Regions from separate parts of the Bos taurus genome. Here region 2 is linked to region 1. Evidence: chromatin contacts called from public Hi-C data. All regions are on one chromosome and are shown on one strand. The core of a region is the stretch at or near the end of the contact, and the rest is flanking DNA. Distances in the headings are between cores, read along the strand shown.

What was found. Hi-C and Micro-C count contacts between places; a contact is called where the count stands out from the background.
Region 2: a contact with region 1 is called in a Hi-C map of liver, with 2.4 times the contacts expected there. The contact joins two enhancer-like sites. A contact is called at or near these places in 2 of 11 Hi-C or Micro-C datasets (liver and skin fibroblasts).

Annotation. Positions count from the first base shown.
Region 1 is chr24:48,460,602-48,466,376 of ARS-UCD2.0, forward strand. All of the region lies in intron 9 of CTIF (cap binding complex dependent translation initiation factor), which reads left to right. Among named protein-coding and RNA genes, the nearest start is that of SMAD7, 160 kb to the right of the region's middle. Within about 2 kb of position 2,195, at least 46 of the 102 cell types and tissues checked have an H3K27ac peak or open chromatin away from gene starts, as enhancers often do. A contact at or near this core is called in liver, where this site is marked.
Region 2 is chr24:48,610,571-48,616,345 of ARS-UCD2.0, forward strand. The region is part of intron 3 of SMAD7 (SMAD family member 7); the gene reads right to left. Among named protein-coding and RNA genes, the nearest start is that of SMAD7, 14 kb to the right of the region's middle. Within about 2 kb of position 2,216, at least 42 of the 102 cell types and tissues checked have an H3K27ac peak or open chromatin away from gene starts, as enhancers often do. A contact at or near this core is called in liver, where this site is marked.

The DNA.
Region 1 (5,775 bases), core at 945-3,444:
CAGACGGGTGTTGTATCGGTGTGGCTGGGGCGGCCAGGTGGCAGGTCTGGAGCAGAAAGCAGGTGGCGGGGGGGAAGCGAGATGAGAGAATGCCCTTTAGATGACCTGATCAGAACCTCCTTCCCCGAAGGCTGATCAAGGGGCTGGGTAATCCCCCCATAGTCGTCTGATGGCTGAAAGAATCTGGAGACAGTTTCCAGGCCAGAGCTCAGTGGGCGCCCCGGGCCTGCTGTCCCCTGCCTGTCGCAGGGGTGTCGGGGGTAAAGAGGTGTCCCTGTCCACCAGGCTGTCCCCAGCCAGCCTCCGCTTCTCCTCTGTGGCCGTCCCACCCCTGGTTTCTAGCCCATCACCCTCACCATTCATGAAAAAAGTCAAAAAAGAGAACTCCATTTGATCTGATTTGCTCCACTTTGCGGCCCCAGGGGCTGGAGGCTGCAGCCCAGGGTCATAGTGGATCCTGATGAGTGGGCACCGCTGGTGTCCTGGGCACCTGGGTCCCTGGGGAGCACGTGTCTGTGTGCAGCCCTGCAGTCAAGGGTAGCTTGAGTTTCCCATGACAGGCTGCAGCCACGAGAGCCCAAGGAAGTAGATCGTGTCTCAGATGAGGCTTCGTGCTTCCATCACCTTTCTAGACCAGAGGGAGGGGTGGCCACACTTTTAATGGGTCCCTTCCTCACTGCACCCCACCCCCAGCCTGAGAGGAAGACACTTCAGGCTGGCACAGTGAGAAGGCAGAAGGCAGAGTGCGTGCCTACATGGGGCCTTGTTTCTAAAGCTCTAGATTATTAAGAAGTGAGGACCCTGGGGTGTGAGCCGAGGCGCCAGGTTGCTCAATCCCAAAGGAGCCCTTCTAAGGTTTCCCCAGCACCCAGCCCAGAGTGTCACCCCGGAGAAGGAGCCACACTGAAAAAACCTTCTTCACCGCTACCGCCATGCCTGACCTCTTTTTTCCTTTTTTTTAAACTCCCCCTATACAGCTTGATTTACGGTGACCCCTATACATTTCAGCAGCTGCAGCTTCATTTCAGAATCAGGTTAAGTAGCCCAGGGTTCAAAACCTAAAAGGTCGGAAGGCGGTGGGCTACGGGAAGGCGAGCAACACTTAATACAGCTCATTCCCACATGGGCTTCTGCGGCCTGGGGTTCGTGAGCATCCTTTCCCTGCAGATGTGGTCCGGCCCGTACAGACACCGCAGCTCCTCTGCCTGATAAAGGGAAGTTCAAAAACACGACAGGTTGGCACCTGGCACCAGCTCCCCTGTGCTTCCTCTCCCACCAGCCCCAACAGAAGAGGCAGCCTTCTTGAGAGCTGGTGGGAACGAGAGCTCTCAGGGCAAGCATCTGTAGGGCCTTCCCAGGTGGTGCAGGTGGTAAAGGACCCGCCTGCCAGTGCAGGAGATGCCAGAGACGCGGGTTCGATCCCTGGGTCGGAAAGATCCCCTGGAGGAGGGCATCGCAACCCACTCCACTATTCTTGCCTGAAGAATCCCACGGACGAAGGAGCCTGGCAAGCTGTAGAGCCCCCTCTGTTCCTAGAGGACAGAGGGCTGAGGTGGGGCTTCTGTCCCTCCCCTCTGTCCCACCCGCCCCCACCCGCCCCCATCCCACCCTTTCTGGCTGGCACAGCTCTCACGTCCTTGGACCAGACAGCCAATGTTTGTGAAGCCCCCCAGCCCTACCCTCGAGGAGCTTCTGGCTTTGTGAGCCCCTATTCTTGTTCTCAGGTTCCCAAATGACCCCGAAGTCTTCGCTTGCAGCAATTTTCTTCACTGGACTCTGTGTTTTTCCCCCTCCCGTCTGCTCTACCCTCCCAGCGCCTCCTGGCTCTGGCCCCAGCGCCAGCCCCTGTCTGTCCCTGCAAACACAAGTCAGCTGTGTGTGCAGACAAAAGCCGTGCGTCGCAGTGGGGGCCGGGCCCGCAGAAGGGACATTTCCAGGGAACTCTGGGGGCGGCGGCTGGGAGGGCAGAGGCAGTCTGATAGCAGGGACTCGGCGTCACCGTCTAGGGGACTTGGCCGGGCCCCAGGGGCCCGCGGCTGTGGGTGGTGACTGGGAGAGGCGGCCAGGCTGGAAGAAATCTGCTGTGTGAGAAGTGTAGGAAACGGGCTGGAGGGGACAGATAACAGCCCGTTCTCTGTGTGTCTGTGTGCGTCTGCGTCTGCCGGCCAGGGTGGCTGGAGCCAGGCGGTCTGAGGCCGTATCTAGTGAGATTTCTGTCCTGGGTTGTGAAAGTGACCTATGGAGCCAGCAGCAGGGTTCAGGGCCTGGGAGACAAGACATGTGGCCCTGCCCTCCCCTCCCCCTTGTCCTGTGTTCCTGTCGATGTTCCTCTGTCCCCTCTTGCCAAAGAGCGCTGGAGGGGGTGCAGCAAGAGGGAACATTCTTGCAGTGCGAATGGTTTAAGGCCTGGGTTTCGGTCTTGATTGTATCAGTACTTTGACATATGAACTTGGATACCTCCCCTCATATTTCTGGCTCTCGATCTTGTTGGCTGTAAAATGGGGATTATTTTTATATCTGCCCCGCACGTTGCTCCGGGTGGTCGGAAAGCTCTTACGAAATAAGGACGTGAAGACAGTTTGTAAACTGTAAAGGGATCAGACTGGTTTTTGAATGCTGGAGCTGCTGAGCAAAGGCTGGGCTGGAGAAAACTGGTGGGGAGGGGCAGGGGGGAGGGCGCTTGGTGGTCCGTGGCCCCCCGCCAAGGATGGGCCCTGCGGGAATGGGCCCCAGGGCAGGCTGGGAGGCAGTGGAGGCTCTCAGCGAGTGCCGGTGCCAGTCACAGATTTGCCAAGATAGAACGTGGTCTGGGTTGGGCACCCACTTCTCCCAGGAGAAGGCAGGGCTGTGCGAAGCCCTCACCCCATCAGGGGCACAGGGCGTTCGCCTAGCCTGGAGGATAAAGTCAAACAGGTTGTAGAGGGGCGAGGGCTAACTTTGCGTGTCTTTCCTAACATATGCTGACCCCGCAGAAGCCGGGTCGCTGTGTCCCCTCACCCCCTCCCCATCCTGACCTGGAGATCAGCCGTCCCCGGTGTGGAAAGTGAGAGAAGGAGCTGGCAGGGAGGGCCGTCAGGACTGCTAGGCTGAGGGAAGCTGAGCTATTTAAAGCGTGCAGCGAGCACCCGAGGGGCGTGAGCGCCACCCACCCCCACGGCCCTCTCAGCATTCAGCTCTCCCCTTCCTTGGCTGGATCCCAAGCCCGCAGGGCACCCAGAGGCTGCAGGTCAGATGCCAGGGGCTCCGGGGCTGGCAGGGGAGGCCGGCTCCCCCTCACCCCAGGGCTTGGGTTCCCTCCTGGGGCCTCCTGGCTGAGTTGGCGGGGCCACACAGACTTCTTGGCTCCCTGTGCCTTATAAACGGGGCTGGGGACGCGTGGGGAGCTTAGAGGAGGAATGCCCGGCGCCTGGGGCCCAGGGCAGCTGCTGCCTGCCCGCCCGCACCCCCGCCCCTGCCAGCCATTGGCCACCCCGCTACCTGATTTGGGGAACCAGAGCCAGCTGGGGCAGCGTTGGAAAGTGGGGAACTTTGCTGAGTACATCCTGCTCCCTGGCTTGGGCCCGCCTTCCCAGCGCACCCCACATTACAAAGGGTTTTCTGCTTTCTGCCCGGTTGACCTTCTCCTGTCCTGTGTCCTCACCCCTTAGTGACTGATGCACTCGCTGCCCTGGCTTTCCTTTCCTGGGTCTGAAAGGCCACTCAGCACCTCAGCCTGGAATACAGACTGGCAGGGGGCCCGTTAGACACAAGGACCACGCAGGCCCCTGCATGCGCACCAGCCGGGAGAGCCTTTGCTGAGGGGTTCCCCGGTGCCGAGCCTCAAACCGAAGCTGGTCTACACTGCAAGCTGCATGGGCAAGCTTTACATAGGATGTGATTTGAGCGGTTGCCAGCTGCCCTGTCCGGAAAGGACTGGCCACTATTCTCAGACTGCATCCTTCCTACTATCTTGGCATTAAATTGCCCTTTCTTTCACGAAATGATGGATGAAAACTTTTTTAGAAAACATCCGTAGCAAAACAAAATGTTGGCCACCCTCAGATTTCACAGGTCCAAGAAATCCGGGAGCCCAGGCCCAGAGCCCTGGTTGATATCCAGGACTGCACAGTTCACATCAGGTACCCGGCAGTCCCGGGCCTGTGGAGCCTAAGCCTGCAGGCCCGCTGGGGGCAGGGGGGTCGGGGGAGAAATTGACGAGTGAGAGGGGTACAGCATGGGGAGCAAGGCCAGGGAACTCCCAAACCTAGGAGTCTCAGCCCGACACTAACTTGGGGCTTCACAGCTGGGGTGTCCAGCCCAGCCCAGCCCTCCCACTCTGTTCTCTTGGCAAGAGACGCATCCTTCCACTCAACGGGGATTCAGTGTGCCAGCTGCCTTGCCCGTCAGGGGCTTTGTCCAGCTGAGCACGGCACATTGACCCCTGCCCTCTTGAACTTTGACCTCAGTCACCAGGTCAGCACACACTCAAGCTGCCTGATCCCCTCTGGCTCCCACGTGTCACTCTATTCCCCCACCTCTCTCAAGGCCTTTCTGTGCATCTTAACGTCGCTCCGTGTGTGGACTGGTCTGTGATCTTTTCCACACAGAGAGTCATTCATGTGTTAGCTGAGCACCTGCTGCATGCCAGCAGTGTGCTAGAGGAAAAATGGAAGAGACCCTCTGCCGCCACTGGGTTCCTTACAATCCAATGGGCCGTGCGCGCAGATAAACCAGGAACTGCCAGCCACGGTCCTGAGTGCTGTCCCAGAGGCCAGCGCTGACCGGCCGAACGGCTGGAGAAGGAAGGACTCACATCGCAGATACTGGAGACTGGTGCTCAGGGGAAGGGATGCTCAGTGGCTGGGTGGGGGCTTCCAGATGAAGTGTGTGTGTGTGTTAGTCACTCAGTCGTGTCCTACTCTTTGCGACCCCATGGACTGGATAGCCTGCCAGGCTCCTCTGTCCATGGGATTCTCCAGGCAAGAACACTGGAGTGGGTTGCCATTTCCTACTCCAGGGGATCTTCCCAATCCAGGGATCCAACTTGAGTCTCTTGTGTCTCCTGCATTGGCAGGCAGCTTCTTTACCACTAACACCACCTAGGAATCCCAGTGGCTGCTTTAAGTAACTACAAAATTAGGAAAAGTCATCTGCAAAAAGCTGACTTGGGGTGCCCTTTCATGAAGCACCCTAAAGTGGTCTTGATGTGTCCTGAGGCCCCTCTGCTGCTGCCTTTACTCCCAGGAAGGCTCCTGGGACCTCCAGGCTGGGGGAGAATTTCCCCCTATGCACACATCCATCACTTGCAGAAACCCACCCCCACCCCCACCCCCCGCATATAGTTCTCGTTCTGAAGTAGACAAGGAGCCTGGCCCAATCATCAGGCCACTGGGGAGAGTGAAAGGCTTTCAAAAGCTGGGATCCCCAGAGACTAAACCCAGTAAAGGGGCAATGAGGGCACTAGGGGGACACTGAAGAGACCGCCTGGGACTCAGAACCAGGCTGTGGTTCATTGGCTTTGCCATGGACGAGCTATGACCTCGGTGTCAGCAATAGCAGCAGCTGCCCTTTACTGAGTTTGCACAGTGTACTTTGGCTGCACCCAGGAACTCTGGATGTGCCGGGGCCCAGGCTATACCCCGGACCAATTGAATCACCATCTGTGGGACGTGGGGCCTGGGGCCTGGGCACCAGCCTTGTTCAGATTTTCCCAGATGAGCCCACCGTACAATCAAAGTTGGGAACTGCTAACTTTAAATTTATTCACAACCTAAAAGTTGAGAGTTATGTTTTATT
Region 2 (5,775 bases), core at 966-3,465, 150 kb after region 1:
TATCTCGGCTCTCAACAGACTTCACAAGCAAAGCACAGCCCCAGGCCCGCCCCTGCACCTCAGCTGTGTCTTACAACAACAGCTCACCCCACAGCTCGGAAGCTGCCAAATTCTGCTCCAAGGACCCTCCACCTCACTGACCCCCTAACACCCTCAGACGAACTGTAACCCTTTGCAGAGTCCAAGAACTACACAGCCTTTGTGCCTGGCAGAGCCTGGCACACAGTAGGTGCTCAGCAGAGCCTGGCACACAGTAGGTGCTCAATAAATTACTGCTAAGTGATTGTACCACAGGGACACGCTGGCTTCTCCCAAAGCAGTTGGTCCCCCACCAACCACCCCCACCACCACCCCAGCTTCCAACTGGCAGGAGGTGGCCCGTGTGAACCCACCTATTTGGGAGGGTGCCTTCCAGGCAGGGGTCAGCCAGAAAGGCTGAGGCCTGGCCCCAGGCTCCCTGCGCAGGCAGGAAGAGAGCCCCTGTCCTCAGCTCCTTGCCAGCCGGCTGCGGCTGATCCCGGGAGGTGTTTCCAAGCCAGGCGCCGGCCAGGCCACCTCTGTGGGCTCACCACCTGCCCACAGCCTTCTGCCTTGGCGTCCTGCTCGGTCTGGACACGCTACCCCCACCAAGTATTCCACAATGCTTTTACACACCCCCAGGGCCCTTGTTGTGTTATGAAAACAAAACAAAGCCCAATAAGGAAAAAGAAAAAAAAAAAAAAAAAAAGCTGGGGGGGGAAGGAGCAAGCCGGCCACACACAAACTTCTTTCTTCCTGGTCTCCATCCTAAAGATGGCTCCTTGGCAGCCCGGGTCAGGGTCCTGTCCCATGTCCCACCCCCGTCAGAGAACAATGACTCTGTCAAAGAGGGGACTTAGAAACCCAGAGATGAGTAAAATGACAACTGTTTTCACACCCGGCACAACCCCACCTTCTCCACTAAGGGGCTGCACAAGCCCTCTTTCTGGGGGAAGCTACTGGGTGTCTGAGGGCCACGATACCCCCGTGCCCCAGGGCAAAGCACAGCTCCCGGGCACAGCTGCACCAGGGGAACTGTTGTCTGCCACCTCTTTTCACCAGAACCCCAGCACTAGACACTCAGGAAGCTAAGGCAGGGACTCCCTGAGCAAAAGGAGGCTCAGAGCTTGTAAATAAAGACAGCCCCAGCCTTCCAGGTGTCAGGCACCGTGGTCAAGGGGACCCCACGCTGGGGTGAAAAGGCTATGGGCATCAGTAGATTTCTACCTACCCCCCTGCCCCCCAAAATATGTTTGTTTGTGTGTGTGTGTGTGTGTGTGTGTGTTGTTTTTTTTTGCAAGTTAAAACTGAGCTAATGACACAGGGTGGGGCTCAGCATGGAAGAAGACTGTGTAGCCAAACCAAAATTCGCTTCCAGCCAAGAGCTGCTCAGCTTCACCACTTGGGGAAGGAAGCTGAAAAAGTCATGAAAGATTCTTTAGTAAACCGGGAAATAAGGCTGCCGTTAACATTTCAACTGAAGGTGACCCTTCTGGTTAAAAAAAAAATTTTTTTTTAATAATAAAAATAACATAAAGTTCTCAAACAGCCTCTTTCTTAAATGAAAATGGCCTAAAAGTTCTTCGGAGAGTGGAAGGAAAAGAAGGGGCTAGGAAAGAAACAAACCAAAACAGAACCCGGCTGGCCTCCTCGCAGCCACTACCTTTCATGAACCACTTTTTTCTGGAGTTCTTCTCATAAAAGGAATGATGCAATTTCCTGTCTTGTCCCAATATTTCCTGTTCACTTCCAAGGTGAAAGTTATCACCCTGGTTTAAACAACTGCCCTAAACTCCATAGAAAGTTCCTATTTCCGTGCAGTGCCCCATGCCAGTCACAAAGAACTCCTCATCTTAGAAGATAAACCACAATCACTGTCTACACCTCTAACTGAGTCAGCTTTAAGAAAAAGCCTCGTTTTTCTCTATGGCAGCTGCTGAATCTACAGTCCCAGCTGCCCCAGAAAGTGGGCTAGAGGTGCAGATCCCCACGGGGAGAAGCACCCCGCCGTGAGCCAATGTGTTTAGGTAGAGCGGCCGCCACCAAGGGAATGTTGCTTTCTTGGTGTGTTAGCCACTAAATTGAGAACTGTGCCTCAGCAGTTAATAATATCTTCCCGCTGAAAATAGCCCAGAGAGGAAGCCTGTCTGTGACAGTAGGCACACAGCCAGACTGGGCTAGCCATTCAGTACTGAGCGAGAGAGATGGCTGGGCCAGTGGTGACCTCCCAGTGGTCACACTGTACAGTATCCTTTCACAGGGCTCCTGCAAAGGCAGGGCTCCCACGAGTCACTAGCCTGCTCTGCAGCCCTACAGCCTCAGCAAAGACCTCACATGGACCAGAGGCTCGGGCAGCAGGACCAGAGGAGGGGTCCAGACTGCCCAGCGGGAGCCAGGAGGACCCCAGGCTTTGGGAGATAGCCCCTGCAGGGCTGCTTACTAGACCCTGGGCTGCCCAGAGGAAAACAGCGTCCGGGGCAGAGGGAAGAAGGGGACCTATTCCCCTGCTGAAAGGTCAGCCATGGAAAATGAGCCACAGGGAACCTTCCTGTCTCTCCTTTCTGCCACCAGCATGGAAAAGGAAAGGCTGAAAAATCACAGAGACAGGCCCTTGATCAATCCCTCCCACTCCCTGCACCCCACTCCCCCACCCTGTGAGACCTCAGAGATGCTTTGGAAATAAGTGTCTGCCTCCAATAGCTCCCAGTGTTTTATCCTTCAGAGCCGGTGTTTCTTAGGCACTATCTAAATACCTGCATGTATTTAAAAGCTACCGCAGGTCACTATTTTTTAAGATTGTGGCAAGATACACATCACATAACATTTACCATTAACGACACTGACAGCACCTGCAGAGCTGAGCAACATCATTACCACGTTCCAGAACACCTTCATCATCCTGAAAGGAAACCCTGTCTCAGGGTCACTTTTATAATGTCCTTCACTACAGCAAAGCCAACAGGAGGAAGGGGCAGAGTTAATACATCTTGTCAAATTTCTTGCGGTTGTTTAGTTGCTACATCAGGACCGACTCTTTGTGACCCCATGGACTGTAGCCTGCCAGACTCCTCTGTCCGTGGGATTTTCCAGGCAAGAATACTAGAGTGGTTGCCATTTCCTTCTCCACGGGTTCTTCCCGACCCAGTGATTGAGCCTACATCTCCTGCATCGGCAGGCAGATCCTGTACCGCTGAGCCACCAGAGAAACCCCCTGCTGCTGCTGCTGCTGCTAAGTCGCTTCAGTTGTGTCCGACTCTGTGCGACCCCATAGACGGCAGCCCACCAGGCTCCCCCGTCCCTGGGATTCTCCAGGCAAGAACACTGGAGTGGGTTGCCATTTCCTTCTCCAGGGGTTCTTCCCGACCCAGCGATTGAGCCTACGTCTCCTGCATTGGCAGGCAGATCCTGTACCGCTGAGCCACCAGGGAAACCCCTACAACCGAGCAAATGTCTTAGCTGAGAAGAGGCTCAACAAGCAAGACACTTGAATTCTTCACCATAGGAGCACAGACAGAATCTGTGCACAGCCACCAAGAGAAGCTACCAGAGATACTCCCCATGGGAACAGAGATCCTTTTACCCCCTACATCAGAGGCTCCCCAACTTGTCTGCACCTTGAAATCACCCGGCAGGCCTCAAAAAACACTTGATGCTGGGATCGTGCCAGCAGACCATGAGGTGAAAGACCCCAGGGGTCCTAACGTGCAGGCAGGTCTGGAGACCCCCGCCTGTGCTTTTTTTTTTTCTCCCACTGGCTTCAGACACCGGCTGTGAAGGGAGCGTTAATTCGAGCACTGTATGCAGGAGCAGCGTCGTGGGACAGTAACAGCAGCAAGGAAGTAGCCCAGGGAGCCCAACTGGATCGTGACTCTTTTGACATTTCTTCAGGTCCAGAGGCCAACAGCTGGGCTCTGCTAAGGCAAAGCCTACCTGGGGAGGGGGAGTTAGTGTCCCAGACTGTGGCAAGAGACACACCAAAACCTGACCCTCACCTGACCCCCTCCCCCTCCACAGCTGGCCAGGTTCTGTCTCGGTGACAGGATGCATGAGGCAGCAGCCCATCTAGTCTGGCCGGCAGGGCAGCCCCAATTTGCTCCAGAGCCTTTAAATGCTGTCACCCTGCATTTAACTCCTGCCTGACTGCCTCATTCTTTTCAGGACAAAGGGAGTTTAACAGTGAGCCCTTCTCCAGGGTTGAGTGCATGACCTCAAGGCTTGCAGAAGAGGCCAAGAGTCTAAGCTGCTGTCTGTGACTGGTCTTCAGTGGGTGTGCACCAGGTGAGCTGGCCTGGGCCTGAGTCATCAGGTTGGCACTAGGGGATGTGTGGGTCCCCAGAGATCCAGACTGTCACTCTTCACAGTGGCGTGAAGGAAAGGGAGTGGGTAGATAAGGGGCTTGCTCACGGTCACATGGGCTGCTCCGTCTGACAACCCCAAAGCCCGCGCTCTTGGCCACTTAGATGAACTCAACCCACCCCCACCCCACTCCCCATGGCAGATACCAGAGAAACCACAAGTTGCCTGTTACCAGGCACAGGAAGGGGACATTAAAACACACACACACATAGGCACCCAGGCCAAATCCCCAGTTTGCCATCACTGTTCCCAACCAGACAACAAACGCAGCTGAATAACGTTCCTTAAAAACAGGATGGAACGCTCTTGCCTAAGCTCCTTGGGTTTGGGCCCAAGTTGACGGTGGACGGAGCCAGGACCACGGTTTCATATCATGCAGGTGTTCTTGAAGACTCTCCTCTGAGGCTCTCAGAGACACCAGCAGGCATCAAAGAAGAGGAAAGAACCGTTCCTGGAATGGATGCTGGCCTAAGGGCACTCCCATCACCCAGAACTAGAAGTGATACATGGATCTGAAGACCTTGGCAAAGAAGCAGGCCTCCCCTGGGCTGGTAGAACCGTGTCTCCAACGAGCATGGTTTTGCACAGGCAAGAGAGGGCTGGCTCAGCCCCCTCCACCAGACACATCCATACTAGGTCTCCACTGCCTCCCACCACCCTCCAAGTCAAGGTTGCTCAGTCGTGTCCGACTCTTTGCAACCCCATGGACTGTACAGTCCATGGAATTCTCCAGGCCAGAATACTGGAGTGGGTAGCCTTTCCCTTCTCCAGGGGATCTTCCCAACCCAGGGATCGAACCCAGGTCTCCCACACTGCAGGTGGATTCTTTACCAGCTGAGCCACAAGGGAAGCCCAGAATACTGGAGTGGGTAGCCTAACCCTTCTATAGCGGATCTTCCCGACCCAGGAATCAAACCAGGAGTTTTCTGCATTGCAGGCAGATTCTTTACCAACTGAGCTATCAGGGAAGCCCTCCTCGAAAGTGGCACCGTTTTTGAAGTTCTGCTTGCTTGCTAAGTTGTTTCAGTCGTGTCCGACTCTCTGTGACCCCATGGGCTGTAGCCTGCCAGGCTTCTCTGTCCATGGGATTCTCCAAGCAAGAATACTGGAGTGGGTTGCCACTTCCTCTTCCAAGGATCAAACCAGCATCTCTTATGCCTCTTGCATTGGCAGGTGGGTTCTTTTACCACAAGTGCCACCTGGGAAGCCCCATTTTGAAATTTAAATGACAATGAACGACGCTGGCCTCTAATCCCTGCCCTTCACCAGGGAGGCCCAACCAGCTTCAGACATCAATATATGAAGGTTCTGCAGCTGAACAACCCCAACTCACAAGTGAGGCGGTACTCCTTCAACACCCCCACCTCCCCCGCCCCAAATCAGGACAGCAGACAAGCTGAA